Regions from separate parts of the Rattus norvegicus genome. Here all the other regions are linked to region 1. A link is a contact called in public Hi-C data. All regions are on one chromosome and are shown on one strand. Each heading gives the region's core, a stretch centred on a gene start, on an enhancer-like site or on the middle of the called end of the contact. The rest is flanking DNA. Distances are from core to core; before and after follow the strand shown. Region 1 overlaps Ptprg (protein tyrosine phosphatase, receptor type, G). Region 2 overlaps Ptprg (protein tyrosine phosphatase, receptor type, G). Region 3 holds the start of Ptprg (protein tyrosine phosphatase, receptor type, G).

What was found. A called contact is a pair of places that touch in the nucleus more often than the background predicts.
Region 2: a contact with region 1 is called in a Hi-C map of liver, with 2.6 times the contacts expected there. The contact joins two enhancer-like sites. A contact is called at or near these places in 3 of 12 Hi-C or Micro-C datasets (the Rat2 cell line and liver).
Region 3: a Hi-C map of liver shows a contact between it and region 1, with 3 times the contacts expected there. The contact joins the promoter of Ptprg here to the enhancer-like site in region 1. A contact is called at or near these places in 2 of 12 Hi-C or Micro-C datasets (both in liver) and 1 of 1 datasets of contacts at active chromatin or transcription factors (oligodendrocytes).

Annotation. Positions count from the first base shown.
Region 1 is chr15:15,654,844-15,659,248 of GRCr8, reverse strand. All of the region lies in intron 2 of Ptprg (protein tyrosine phosphatase, receptor type, G), which reads left to right. Among named protein-coding and RNA genes, the nearest start is that of Ptprg, 330 kb to the left of the region's middle. Within about 2 kb of position 1,633, at least 31 of the 93 cell types and tissues checked have an H3K27ac peak or open chromatin away from gene starts, as enhancers often do. A contact at or near this core is called in liver, where this site is marked.
Region 2 is chr15:15,962,258-15,966,548 of GRCr8, reverse strand. The region is part of intron 1 of Ptprg (protein tyrosine phosphatase, receptor type, G); the gene reads left to right. Among named protein-coding and RNA genes, the nearest start is that of Ptprg, 18 kb to the left of the region's middle. Within about 2 kb of position 1,603, at least 5 of the 93 cell types and tissues checked have an H3K27ac peak or open chromatin away from gene starts, as enhancers often do. A contact at or near this core is called in liver, where this site is marked.
Region 3 is chr15:15,981,173-15,985,299 of GRCr8, reverse strand. It overlaps Ptprg (protein tyrosine phosphatase, receptor type, G), which reads left to right and starts at 2,719. Exons shown (of 30, transcript NM_134356.2): 1 at 2,719-2,915. The coding sequence starts at 2,831.

The sequences.
Region 1 (4,405 bases), core at 384-2,883:
TTAACTATTTGTGGTCTTCTTTCTATGTCTGCCTGCCTGCCTGCCTGCCTGCCTGCCTGCCTGCCTCCCTCCCTCCCTCCCTCCCTCCCTCCCTCCCTCCCTCCCTTCCTTCCTTCCAGGTTTGTGTAGCCCTGGAGATCTACCTGCCTCTGCCAACCCAGTGCTGGATTTAAGTCATGAAACCACCACACCTGGCTTATACGGTTTTCATCTTTGTTGTTCCAAGTTTCTTCCCCCTTATGTGTCTGTGTCCAAAGCGGGTAAAAAAGAGGAAGGGAATACAAGTACAACATTCTCATGACATGAAGCCCTGGGCAACGCAGAGCCCCTGTCCTCTTCCCAAGCAAGAAAGTTAGAGTGGATTCAGGTGCTGCTGGGGATTCTCCCACTCAGCACATGCCTTGGCCTCACCATGTTGCTGTGTAGCTCAGGTTGTGTGTGTGTGTGTGTGTGTGTGTGTGTGTGTGTGTGTGTGTGTGTATGTATGTGTTTGTTTTTCCATCAATAACAGATGGAATGTTGGGGCCATTGGTGAGATTTTCCGTGCTTTCACAGTGGTCCTCTGATGGCAGCTTGTGAGTCATCAGAACCTTAGATCCCAGCCCTGACCTCGGGAGTCACAGCCCGTGTACCTCAAAGACAGGTGAAAAGTGTGAGCAGCCCAGAGTGTTTAAGGAAGTCCATCTCCAGAAAGTCTGTAAAGTTGGATCACAGAAACAGTCAGCGGTGTGGTTCCTAGCTCAGGTGGATTGAGTCGTGTCATGCCATTTTAATTCTGGCTTGGATTTTCAATTAATGGAAAACTCGGCACATGTGTGGTGGTTGGTATGGACTGGACCCCGTGTATTTAAAAGGATCTTTTCAACCTTTCTGCCCTCGCAGTATTTATAGTATTAGGCAGTTGGCAATTTTAAGGCATAGTAGGTCAAACAAGGAAAGGAACGTGCCAACAAGAGAGGGAGGTGGTGAGGGAAAGAGGAGGAGGAAGACAGGAAGAAAATACAACAAATGAAAGAGGAAAGCATGTCTATACACAATTTTCTATCCACCTTATTGTCGATAAGGCGGACAGAGCATTTCTGGATTTTATTTTGAAAACATCACTTCTGCCATGCAACCTCACGGGTGCATAGAACTGAGTGTCTGGATTCTATTTTTGTCTAAAGGCGACACCACTATTAGGCAACTTCCATTTCAGAGTTCTGCTTCTATTTTCTCTTCTGTTCATTTGATCTTTCCCATTGGTGTTGCATCAGCTTCCAAAGCATGGAGAATTCTTGTTTTCTCAGCCATTGATTCTGCTCAAAACACCGAGGGCTTCCCTGGAAATGAGCGCTGTGCTAAGTGGAAATGTGTTTGGTCCCACAGTTTATCTTCAGGGCCTGCACAGTACCCCTCCCTGCAGGGTCTTTGTGAGACATTTAAAGGCTAAGCTCTCAGCTGCCCCTCAGACTGTCATTAAGCGGTGTGCTATTGAGAGCAAAATGTGGGGTGAGTTCTGTTGAAGAGTTTCCCTGCCTTCTGGGCAGGTCTCCCACTTGGCTGCTTTGAGACTGGTTATATCCTGTGCTGTGTGTGGAAACAGGATGAACTTGGCTGTGAGTGTCGACCAGAAGTCCGCTATCCCATTTATGTGGCTGGGCTCTGAGAAGTGCACGGCCTCACTTGGGAGCTTGCTGTGGTCTGCTGCTAACCATCTGAGTCCACAAACCGAGGCCTTTAAAAAAAAACATGACTGGCACAAAATAACCCTGGGGCTGAATTTGGTGTGGTTCGTGCAGATAGTTGAAAGGCTCACTATCTTTTCCTCATCAGAGCAGTTGCTTAATGTTTGCTGGAAACTGCAGATGAAACTCCTCAGCAAAGAGTATGCCTGTTTCTCCCCTCTGGAGGGGAGAGCCTTTCACTCATTGGACGGTGAGGGTTAAGGCATGGGGAGGAGGCAGCACAAGGATCCGGAAGCCCTCTCTGGTGCAGGTCTGTTCTTATAGTCACCCCTCCCTGTGAGAATATTCTATGCAGTTGTGAAAAGCTAAGTTAGCCAGGTAACAGGTTAGGCATGTGCTGCCTTCCCTGTAATGAGGACTGAGGTGCAGCCTCAGTGGAGTCTAAAGCCTCTCATCCCCTTTGATTGCTGCTGTTCCCTGCTCCCGTGCCTCAAACTATCATCATTTCCCTTTCTTAGAAGCTGAGTAGAACAAACTCGGGCCGTGTGAAATATAACTCTCTAAACATGTTTCTAGAACAAGGCAGTGCCCAGCTTCTCCATTGGAGTTCACAGACTGCTGATCTAATTCAGAGCCTGCTAACCTCCCGGCACTTAGAGTGTGAACAATTTTCTGTCTCAAGTGAACAGGGAATGAAAAGAAACCCCATCACATTTTCAAAATCAAACTTGTTATTTTGCCTGAGTCTACTTTTTTATCCTCTACTTGGAAGATCAAATTACATGAATTTACTGAAAGAAAAATCATAGCAATTGTCAAATTGCATGAACAGGGGATTGATTCATCCGTCGTGGGGGTGTTGACATTTTCTCCAGTCTGTTGCTGAAGTTTACGAGTGTTTAAATGATGGGCTGCCTTGGTACCCCTATAACCACACGGGTTTTAAATGATGGAGACACTGGTGGGTTAATGTTTTTGTTTCACTTTTTCCTCCATTCGTTTCAGAAGATACTACAAACAAGGGATTTAAAGATGCCTTTTCTCTTTCCTGTAGCATGTAAAGATGTTAAGAACACCATAAGTATTGAGGTGGAATGAACACTCAATAAACAGTTGCTCTGTAAAACAATTGCTTGGTGAGATACCTCAGGTCTCAACTAATTGCCAGTGTTCTCTCCTTTGCACCCTGGAGATATTTGGCATTGTTGGGGGATTTACGGGGAGGAGGCTGTCATTGACACCTTCCTTTCTGAAGTTCTCCAGGCCCTCTCAGCAATAGGGGGTTTTGTCCGCATTGAGAAGCCTTCCTGTATTATTATTTCACATTCTAAAATTCTTGTTTACTGAAGAATTAAGTTCGAATTTTCAAAAAAAAAAGGTGGAAGAAGATTGTCTTCACTCAATTATTCTTCTCATCCACTGATTATTATTATTATTATTATTATTATTATTATTATTATTATATTTCAAATGCCTCCGTATTAAACCCTAGGATTTCTTTCCAACACTGGATCTTGACATTGAATCGCAAAATGAATTGCTCTTTTCGTGGCCATATGCTTCTGTTTGCATGCTTCCTTCAGGAGAAGTCCATTGATTGACCCAAACTGTCCTTTGGATGTTAGGTTCCCATTGTGGATCACTGCCCCAAAGACGATGGAGTAAATTCCTCAACTTGTTCTCATTGGGACTTCACATTGACAGGGAATGAATGTGAAAACTGCATTAGATGGTTTAGGGGACAGAGTGCCAGAGACAAGCCACCATCGAATGAGTGGCAGAGCATGGGAGATAACTCTGGCCTCTTCATAGTGGGACCTGTGAAAGAAGTGTATGGTTTGAGAGTCTTAATTTTCATTTTCTTTATAACATATACAAATACCACCCCAGATACTTGTTGAGACTAAATAGAAAGCACTGAATTATCAGCAATGAAATACTAAGTCTTAATTAAAGTTCTCAGTACTGTCCTCTCTTGCCCTATATTTTTGAATATTGACGTGATTAAGAATAGAATAACAGGGACTGCATTATCTTTTTTTTAAAAACTCCTACAAATTGCTTTTAAGTTCCCCACGATCTGGTTGACAATTGCAACTGTAAGTATTTATAGAGGATGATAGAGAAGGAACTACCTACACGGCATCTATAAATACACTCTACGTACAGAGCTCACAGTGACAGCCATCTTTCCTCTATCAAATGTGCGTGATTTTCAGATTCGAATAAAGAGCCCTTGTGTTTGCACAAATCACTTTGTGTATTTTTTTTTTGTAGCTTTGAACCAGTGACCCCAGAAAAGTTAGTCCTGGCAAGTTCTGTCAGAAAGAATGAATGTCTGTAGTTTCTCTGGAAACGGGCTGAGATTTGGGGGTCCCTTTCTTCATAGGAGTGCAGTGAGGAATGATTGTTTTGGGTGTTTGAAGGCCCATCAGGTCTTATTTTTGAACTGCTGTGAGTGACCATTGTCCTTGCCAGCCACTCAGAGGAACATTAGAAGCAAGGACAGACGGGAAGTGTTTCTGTGTATAAATCTCAAGACTTCAAAGCCGAGAGTGTCTAGTTGCCCATGATTCTTTGTGGGGGAGCCACGGGATAGTGTGCCCATCCTCCAGGGGGACTCTGTGTGAAGTGATACCAGTGATAGTGTAATCAAACAGTCCAGAGACAGCATCCAGAAGTAGCCTGAATTATTCTGTTCCCTCTGAGGCTTCCCTCTTTCTCACCCTGTGGACCAT
Region 2 (4,291 bases), core at 354-2,853, 310 kb before region 1:
AGGACTGTTTTGTATTCTGCAATGACGCCTCTTTGAAGTCTTAGCCATTTAAGTTAAGTGTTAAGTATGGGCTGAGTGACTGCAGTTTTTAAAACCCGTGACTGACTTAGTGGATTCCGCTCCTCTGTTTATGCCTGGTGGAGTATCTTGTGTTTAGTGTGAATACCTTTATCAGCCTTTATGGTAGCCTATCTCTCAGAATTTGACTGGTCCTTCGGTGGGTGTTATTTTTATAAGAGAAAATTGGAGGGAGTGCCGGGAGCTTGAGGAATTCCCTTCTGTAAGGTAGGACACACATTCTTGGTATTTGGCACATACCATTTTTTTTTTGATGCCATCAAACAATCCTGTGCTTGTTTCCTGAATGTGACTTCGTCTTCCTAAAGGTCCCCTCTAGTGGTTTTGGGTAATTTCCTGGGAATCCACTTGAGGTGTTCCACCTGGTACAGTGGCCACTAATCTCATATGGCTGCTGGGGATGTACACCTTGGTCTGAGGTGTACTTCAGTATGAAATACATGTTCCTACAACATCTCATTAAAGTGTTATGTTGCCAGGCTGAGAACAGAGCTCAGTGGGTAAGTGTCGTCACATAGTATGAGGATCTGTGCTTAGTCCCTAGAGCCTGTGTTAAACAAGCTTGTAATTCCAGTTCTGGGTGGTGGAGTCTGAGGGAGCCCCAGGTTTGCTCTGCTGGCCAGCCTGCCTAGCCTAGTGATGGATTTCCTCCAGCAGCCATAAGCGTCCTATAACCTTCTAAAACACTGCCCCCAACTGAGGCCCAAGGTTAAAATCCACGGTGAACATTCTCTTTTAAACGACTGCAGGTGGAGATCTCTCAGCTCCAAGCATAGGATATGTTTGGTTTCTGTCTCCAGCACATGCTAACCCAATGGGTCTTTGAAACAGTGTGTTCTGTGCACCCCATTCTACTTGTGATCCTCTTTTTCCTGTACCTACTGGAGACGGGGTCCTGTACTCACAAGGACATCAGAAGGCACAGATGTGGAAGTCTCTTAAATAAAGTGGCATAGTGTTTGCGTGTAGTCTCCACATAACATAACATGTTTTCCTGTATATATGTAAAGTTGAGGTTATTTCTTCCACTGTGTAAATGCAAATAATGTTTTGTTGTTGTTGTTGTCGATGTTGTTGTTTTCTTAAAAATGAGGTCTGACTCAGACCAGGTGTTCAGGGACTGAAGAGAAATAAAATATGGTCCTGTATTAGTTGCTGTTCTTGGTTCAGTGATTGAAATATTTGACAAAGGCAACTAAGGGAAGGAAGGAAGGGTTTAGCTCACAGCTCAAGAGTATAGTCCGTCATGGCAAGGGTGTCCTGTTGGTAAGAGCACGAGGGAGCTGATCACGCCATATCCAGTCAGGGAACCGAGAGAGATGCTGATGCTGGAAGGCTTCTGCAAGGGTGCCTTCGTCTTCCCTCCACAGGGAACTGATTCGAGAATCGCAGATGGCCAGAGGTTTATCGCTTCCGCAATTCAAGCTTCTGTCAAGCTGATAATCAATTTTAACCACACAGGAGAGAGTGGTTTGTAAACACTCTAAAGCCTGGCTGGTATTTCCTATGTGCACAGGAGGTAGGGAGCTGGTGAGCAGAGGTAGTCATGGGAGGTGGCTGACCTTACATAGAGCAGCCCAGTCACAGGGCTGAGACACAGGGCTTCAGGATGTGGACCCTTGCCTGCCGTGTGTCTTAGCGGCTTCTTCATGCAACACAGTGATTAGTTTTTGGGTGCCCTCCTTGCACATGCTCACTGCAGGTATCCGGATGCCTGGCAGCGGATGCTGGCTTCACTGACTTCATTGGCACCCACAGCCGTGAAGAAGCACCTTGAAAGGCTCTTATAACTGTCATAATGATCTTCAGAACGAGACTTGAGTAGCTGCTAGCTTTCATGGACTAGGGCTGTATCTTTAGTTCCAGATTTCTTCACTGATAAGATTGGCTCATAGGGTCATAGTCCAGACTCCGTCAGTTGGTGTAAGCATAATTAGGAGTATTGTAAACAAGTACTGGCCCCTAGCAGGTATGTGCTTGTCATTGCAAACTACATACTCATACACACACACACACACACACACACACACACACACACACACACACGTGTGCGCGCGCACCATAGTATATAAAATGCCATAGTATTTAGATATAGTCTCCACACTATGTGTGTGTGTGTGTGTAGTGTATATACTATATATAGTCACTGAGATATCTGATATATAATTATCTGAAATGTATCACATTATATATGTATGGTATATATGTATATGCATGATATATATGCATATATGACATACATATACAAGTTATATATACATATTGATTTATATGTATACATATGTATATATATCATATATATAGTATACACATGATATAGACATTGATATAGATAATCAGTGCATTTTGGTTACTCTCTGAGTATGGATTCTTTCAGGGCTTACATAGGCCCCTCTTTTGACCAGGAGGCTCTCTGCACTCTTGAAGGAGAGCAGTATAAAGACTAGGGTTTGCTGGTCACCGGTTTCTTCTCTAGGCTCCAGTATTTGAGCCAGATGATGTGAGATCCATCATCTCTCTCGGTTGGGAAGCTTCCCCTTGTTGAGGCTGGGTTGACAGGTGACTGGAGGAGATGGGCACACTCCTTTCAGTGACTCTTTTCAGCCCACTTGAACTCAGCATTGATATTGGCCGTTACTCAGCAAGGGTACAGATATTAGCTGGAAGGCCATGTGTGGACAGGTAGATATGCAGGGAGTAGGAACTGTCTCCTGCCTAATGAAGTCCTTTCCTAGTGACTCTGGTTCCTAGCATTTGAGTCCCAAGTTCATCCATTTTCAGTTTCTAAAGAAGCCAAGGATTTTTTTTTTCTTGGTAACATGGACAGGCATTCTCTCTGGGGAAATATGCTGATAACGTTTCACTGTAAATGCTTCTCTGGATTTCATTTGTGCATGAGAATTCTAAGAACTTGCAAGGTACAAAGGAAGACTTCAGTGAGCAACATTTCCAGCTTGAATTAAAACGAATAGAATGAGTCCATGATGGTAGGAGGCCCTAGAGGGTGAGACTGAAGTAGGGCTGTGCGTCATGCCTGATCCTTGTTTTAGCTTCTGCGTGGAATGGAGGTCAGCAGAGTATCAGGTTGCCTCTAGAGCTTTGCTCCTACCCATATCTCGTCCTGTGCATTCTCTTTCTGTTCTCGGCATTATTGGACAGCCGGTGTTCTAAACCTAAATTAAAATCAATAAGAAGCAATTTCATTTGTGTTTAACTATGAAGACAAGTGCTTCCGACAGAACATTGGACTTTTGAGTAAAGTTCAGTTTTGTTACTTCTTTCTGTCCGAAAAATAATTCTTTGTGGTTGGTGTCTCCAAATGTGATCGTTCTTCACTGTAAGCCCTGCTTTGATGTAAAGCCTTGCTCACCATCGTGTCTTCAAAACTTAGACTGTTGGCCTTGGAATTGTGTTTGCCTTTTATAGATTCCCAGCAACCACAGCGTCTTTGCATCTGGGCTTTTAGAAAAACATTGTTGGAGAAGCAGATCTATCCTACCCATCCCCGTGTTTGCAAGCCACTCCCAGGTCATGTACTTTGGAGTTTGATGTCTGGTGTCTTCCTGTGGGAATGTCACATTTTCCCTTCTGTTCTTCCTTCCTTCCCTCCCTCCCTTCCTCCCCTCCCTCTCTCCCTCCCTTCCTCCCCTCCCTCTCTTCTTCCCTTTCTTCCTTCCTTCCCTCCCTCCTTCCTTCCTTCCCTCCCCTTCCTCTCTTCCTCCCCCTCTCTCCCACCCCTCCCTCCCTCTCTCCCTTTTTTCCTTCCCTCCCTCCCTCCCTCCCTCCCTTCCTTCCTTCCTCCCTCCCTCCCTCCCTCCCTTCCTTCCTTCCTTCCTTCCTTCCTTCCTTCCTTCCTTCCTTCCTTCCATAACCGATTGTTGAAGTATAGTAATTTCGTGTTAGAAAATTAGAGAGATTCATGTAGTTAGGTGGAGGTCATTTGTAATGCCAGCCCCTAGTTATAACTAATGACTGACTGCTTGGTTTCGGTGACTGGCAGACTTCTTAGTGAGTTACTGTAGAGGGGCTGGAGGGATGCTCAGAGAAGAGTGTGGACTGATTCTGCAGAGGACCTGACTTAGTTTCGACCACCCATGTCAGGCAGCTCAAAGCTGCTTGTAGTTCTAGTTCTAAGGGATCCAATGTCCAAGGTCTTCTTTCTGTGCTGTGTACTGTTGCACAATCTCTCTCTCTCTCTCTCTCTCTCTCTCTA
Region 3 (4,127 bases), core at 1,470-3,969, 320 kb before region 1:
GGCTAAAACATTTAGACCTGGGTGGGGGTGGGGGTGGGGGCTGATGGAGCTCAATGTATGCTTTCAATATCAATTTGTGGTAAACCTCAGCCTGGGATACCAGGACAGGAAACAGCCCAGAGAGACCAAAAGTGATGTAAACTCTTAGCACAGGGGTCTCGTACACTGTAAAAGGCATAATCATTCACTTTCCAAGCTGAACAAACTGGGATGCGAGAGCTCCAGCTTTCACACTTAATGACTTCTCAAACGCCTTCCGGTGACTTTCCCCAGGTGAGACCGACAGGCTGGTATGTCCTGTTCTTAGTGTACCCAGCAGAGAGGGATGTGCAGTTCATTTGTTGAACCAGCAAACAGTATATAGAAAGAACTCAGCATTGCCCAAAGGGCAGCTCTTAGGATGGCTGTTTCACAGATAAAGCTCCGCCGAGGTCGCTAACCTCTGTGGGACTCAAGTCCCACCAACTGAGCATTAAAAATCGGCACCACCTCGAAGGAGGCAGTCATTGGTGATAGCGTCATTTGAACGTATCTCACTCTTACTGGCACCGGAATATCCACCCCTCCAACACATCTTATCAAGGGAACTGGTGATCATAAGCATTCAGGAGCGACCCTCCAGTACAACAAAACCAGGAAGAATCAAATTCCAAAGCAAACAGATTGGTTTCATTGCCCAGCCCAGGGAGGGTGTTCCCCGGGTTTGGCTAAAAATAGATCTGGGGGCCCTCCCCAGGAACTTCCTGGCATTTACTAGTTTTGCACCCCAAACGTAACTTTTCAGAGGTTTTTCCTTTGGAATTGTGGGTGCGAAACTGCTTTCCTAATCACACCATGCCGCAGGCTCTCAGAACATCTGTGTATTATTTGAAAACCGAAAGAACATCCGGTTGGGCTGCTTTAGTGGGTGTGGGACAGTGCCGCGGTGGGATGAAACGACAAGGGGGCACTTTAAAAACATGTCCATATCGTTTTCAAAGAGAGGCAGGAAAACTATGAAAAGAATTACAAATGGCTAATTACGTTGGCTCAATTACAAACTTGATGAAAAAAAAAAACCTGCCTGCCTCACTTTTAGCACCAACGTAGGAGGAAAAAATAGGTTGCGGAGAAGCCCAAGCGATAAAGATCTCAGTGAGAGCCAAGGGACAAAACTCATTACAGATAAGCCTAGTCCTTGCATTTCCCCCGGATGCCTCTCCCTGTAGCTTACTTAAGCCGCATCTCCTAGAGCAGCTGCCGGGAAACCAGTCCTGCCCCGGGGTGCTGCTTTCTCTTGCCCCGGGTGAGAGGCGCACTTCATTCGCCCTCTGCCTAACCAGGCCAAGGTGCAGCCACCTTCTCCCTGAAACCGAGAGTTGGGAGAACTCCGTGACAGACTTTCGTGGTTTAGGGAAAGCGGGTGTGGGACTGGGGCTGGATTTTGCTAGCCTGGGATCAACCCCCGATCCCTTGCCTCATCTCCCAGCAGTAAACTCTGTCAATGGAAGCTCGGAAAGGAGGAAGAAAAAAAAATCAAATCTAATGAAACCTGAGTGCAAAGGCCGCTGGGCTTTGTCTCTTAGTCCCGGAATGCAGCAGGAGAGGGACGCCGGAGGTACACCCCGCCGAGGCACCGTCAAGGTGGTGAGGCCACACGGAAGTCCCCAGTCCATGAAAAAGATAGCTGCTGGTCCCGCCTCTCTCCCAATTTCAACCGGGCCACCCTTTCCCCTTCCCCAAGTCCGGGATTCATGAACCAGGCCAGGGATCTCTCCGAATCCAAGCAAAACGCTTCGCCTTTAAGAACTCAAAAATGGAGCAAAGCCACGCAGACCGAACAAGGCTGAGGTTCTCTTCTCTGTCCTAGACGGAGCCTGGGTTACCAGCTCCTCTAAACGTACACCCATAGCCCTAGGCACGCCTGGAGAGGAGAGTAGTGCAAGTCCTTGGAAGTGGGAGCCCTGCGCGGCCGCTTTAAGAGAGTGCAACGCGCGCCCCCGCCGGCGGCAGCTCGGGGATGCGCATCACCGCGCGCCCGTGCTCGCGCGCCCCCGCCGCCGCGCGCCCCCAGATCGCTCGCTCGCTCGCCCGCTCGCCGGCTTTAAAGTCTCTGCCAGGATCCATGCTCACATGTTACTTCCTGTATGGAGGCATGGCCAGTTTCCAGCCCCGCGCTCTCGGTTCCTCCCCAGCCTGCGCCGGAGCCACAACTTTCGGGAGCATGGACTGAAGGCGCCCTCGCCCCGGCGCCCCTCTGAGATCCTTTGTGTTTCCCTGCTCTCCACTGGCCGTTTCTGTTCTGGGGGGCTCTGCGCTCCGCCCCGCCGCTTCCCTCCCTTTCCCCGCTCGCAGACATGCCTCCTTCCTTGCCGGGGCCCTGGAAGGAGCTGCCCGCCTGAAGCCCGGAGCCGCCGCGCCGCACACAGCCCCTCCGTCGCCCGCCGGTTCTTGGGCTGCGCTGCGCTGCCGACTCAACTTGGGGCTCTTCCGCTCCTAGCCGCCGCCACCCGCGGTCCCTGCCTGCTCCCGGCCCCGGGCAGTGCCGCCGTGCGCCTCCTCTTCGCCCTGCCCTATCGGCTGGATCGTCTCTGAGCGAAGAGGAGCCCTTCTCCTCCGAGAGGATCGTCCCTAGCGTAGCTTTGCATTCCCGGTCACTTTTTGAGGTTTTTCCGGGAGCTCTGGCAGCTTCCCGGATTCCTGCGGGACCAGTCGCCGAGTGTGTGTTGGGGGCCGTGTGGCGGGCGAGCCGAGAAAGCCTCCAGGCTTAGCGGAGCCTCGCTCGGAAGCAAGAACTTATTCAACAAGTTTACCCCCCCTGCCTTTCTCTTTTCGATGTGCGTTTTCGGACATGCGGAGGTTACTGGAACCGTGTTGGTGGATTTTGTTCCTGAAAATCACCAGTTCTGTGCTCCATTATGTGGTGTGCTTCCCGGGTAAGTGCGGGCCGCCGATGGGACGCGGCTCCAGCCCGCGCGCGGGGTATGCGGAGTTGTCGCCGGGGCGCGGAGCTTGGGCGCCAGTCTAGGGACCGCGGAGAGGGTGAAGGGGGGCCGGGCTACGGAGGAGGAAAGAGAGCTCTGCTTCATTGGCTCCGGCAATGTTCTAGGAGGCTGATGGTCTGAGAGGGCAGAAGCAGTGGCGGGCTGGAAAGGAGGATCGGGGACTCAGATGTGCTCTGACTGTGGCTTGGGAAGCTTGAAGCATCTGGAGTCGGGGAGGGCGGAAGGGGGGAGGCGACTTGCTTTGCTGATACAGAGCTGATCCGGAGGGCTAGAGTTGCAGGATGTCTGGGGAGATTGGCTGTGGGAAGGATGCTCTGTTGGTTTGAGTAATCTGGGGGTGCTCCCGTTGCTTCTGCGGGGATAGAAGGAGCTCATAACCGTGGCTCACTTTGCATCCCTCCGACCCTTTGTAGGGGGGAAGGAGATGTTTGGGGATGGAAGGCGGAGGCTGGCTGCAGAGCAGTTAGGATGTGGGGAGCAGCCGGCGTGGCGTTCTAGTCGCCGGGGCCGCCTCGTTTGAAACAGCCTTGCTCCGGGCTGAGGTGCAGGCTACGCCTCAGTGCAAACGGGAGGCAGCCCCCAGGACGCGAGGGGCCTGGGAGACTCGGGAGGGCAGGGAGCAGGGAGTTTTTGGCTAGATCCCTGACTCACTGGGCTCGAGGCCCCTTTCTGTATCACTCTTCTGGGCTGGGCTGCCTGGGTCCAAGTGCAGAGCGCGGGTCGACAGCTGGGTAGCTTCTGGCGTCCGGGCAGATTTTTTTTTTTCTGTCTGGCGCGCCCTCCCTCCCTTCATCTTTGCCCTTTTGCAGGCTGAGTGTGCATGCCAGACCCAGACCCAGACCCGCTCATTTTCTAGCCAGGTTAAGGCTGGAACAATATTGGCCACTCGACAATCCTAAATCATTGCACGTAGCGGTGTGCAGCTCGGCCACCCTCCACTTCCAGCCTTCAGCCCACACCCTCCCCACTTCGTGAGGGCATAGGCCAGCCGCCTTCCTCTTCTCTTGCAGAGTCGGAGGGTTGCAGCTCAAGCCTCGCTTAAGCTGTCCAGCTCCTTCTCAGTGGGTGAAGGCCACGTCCTCTCTCCTGGCTCAGGGAAAGAGGTGGGAGAGGGCGCGATTTGCTTTTCTTTCCTCGATCTCC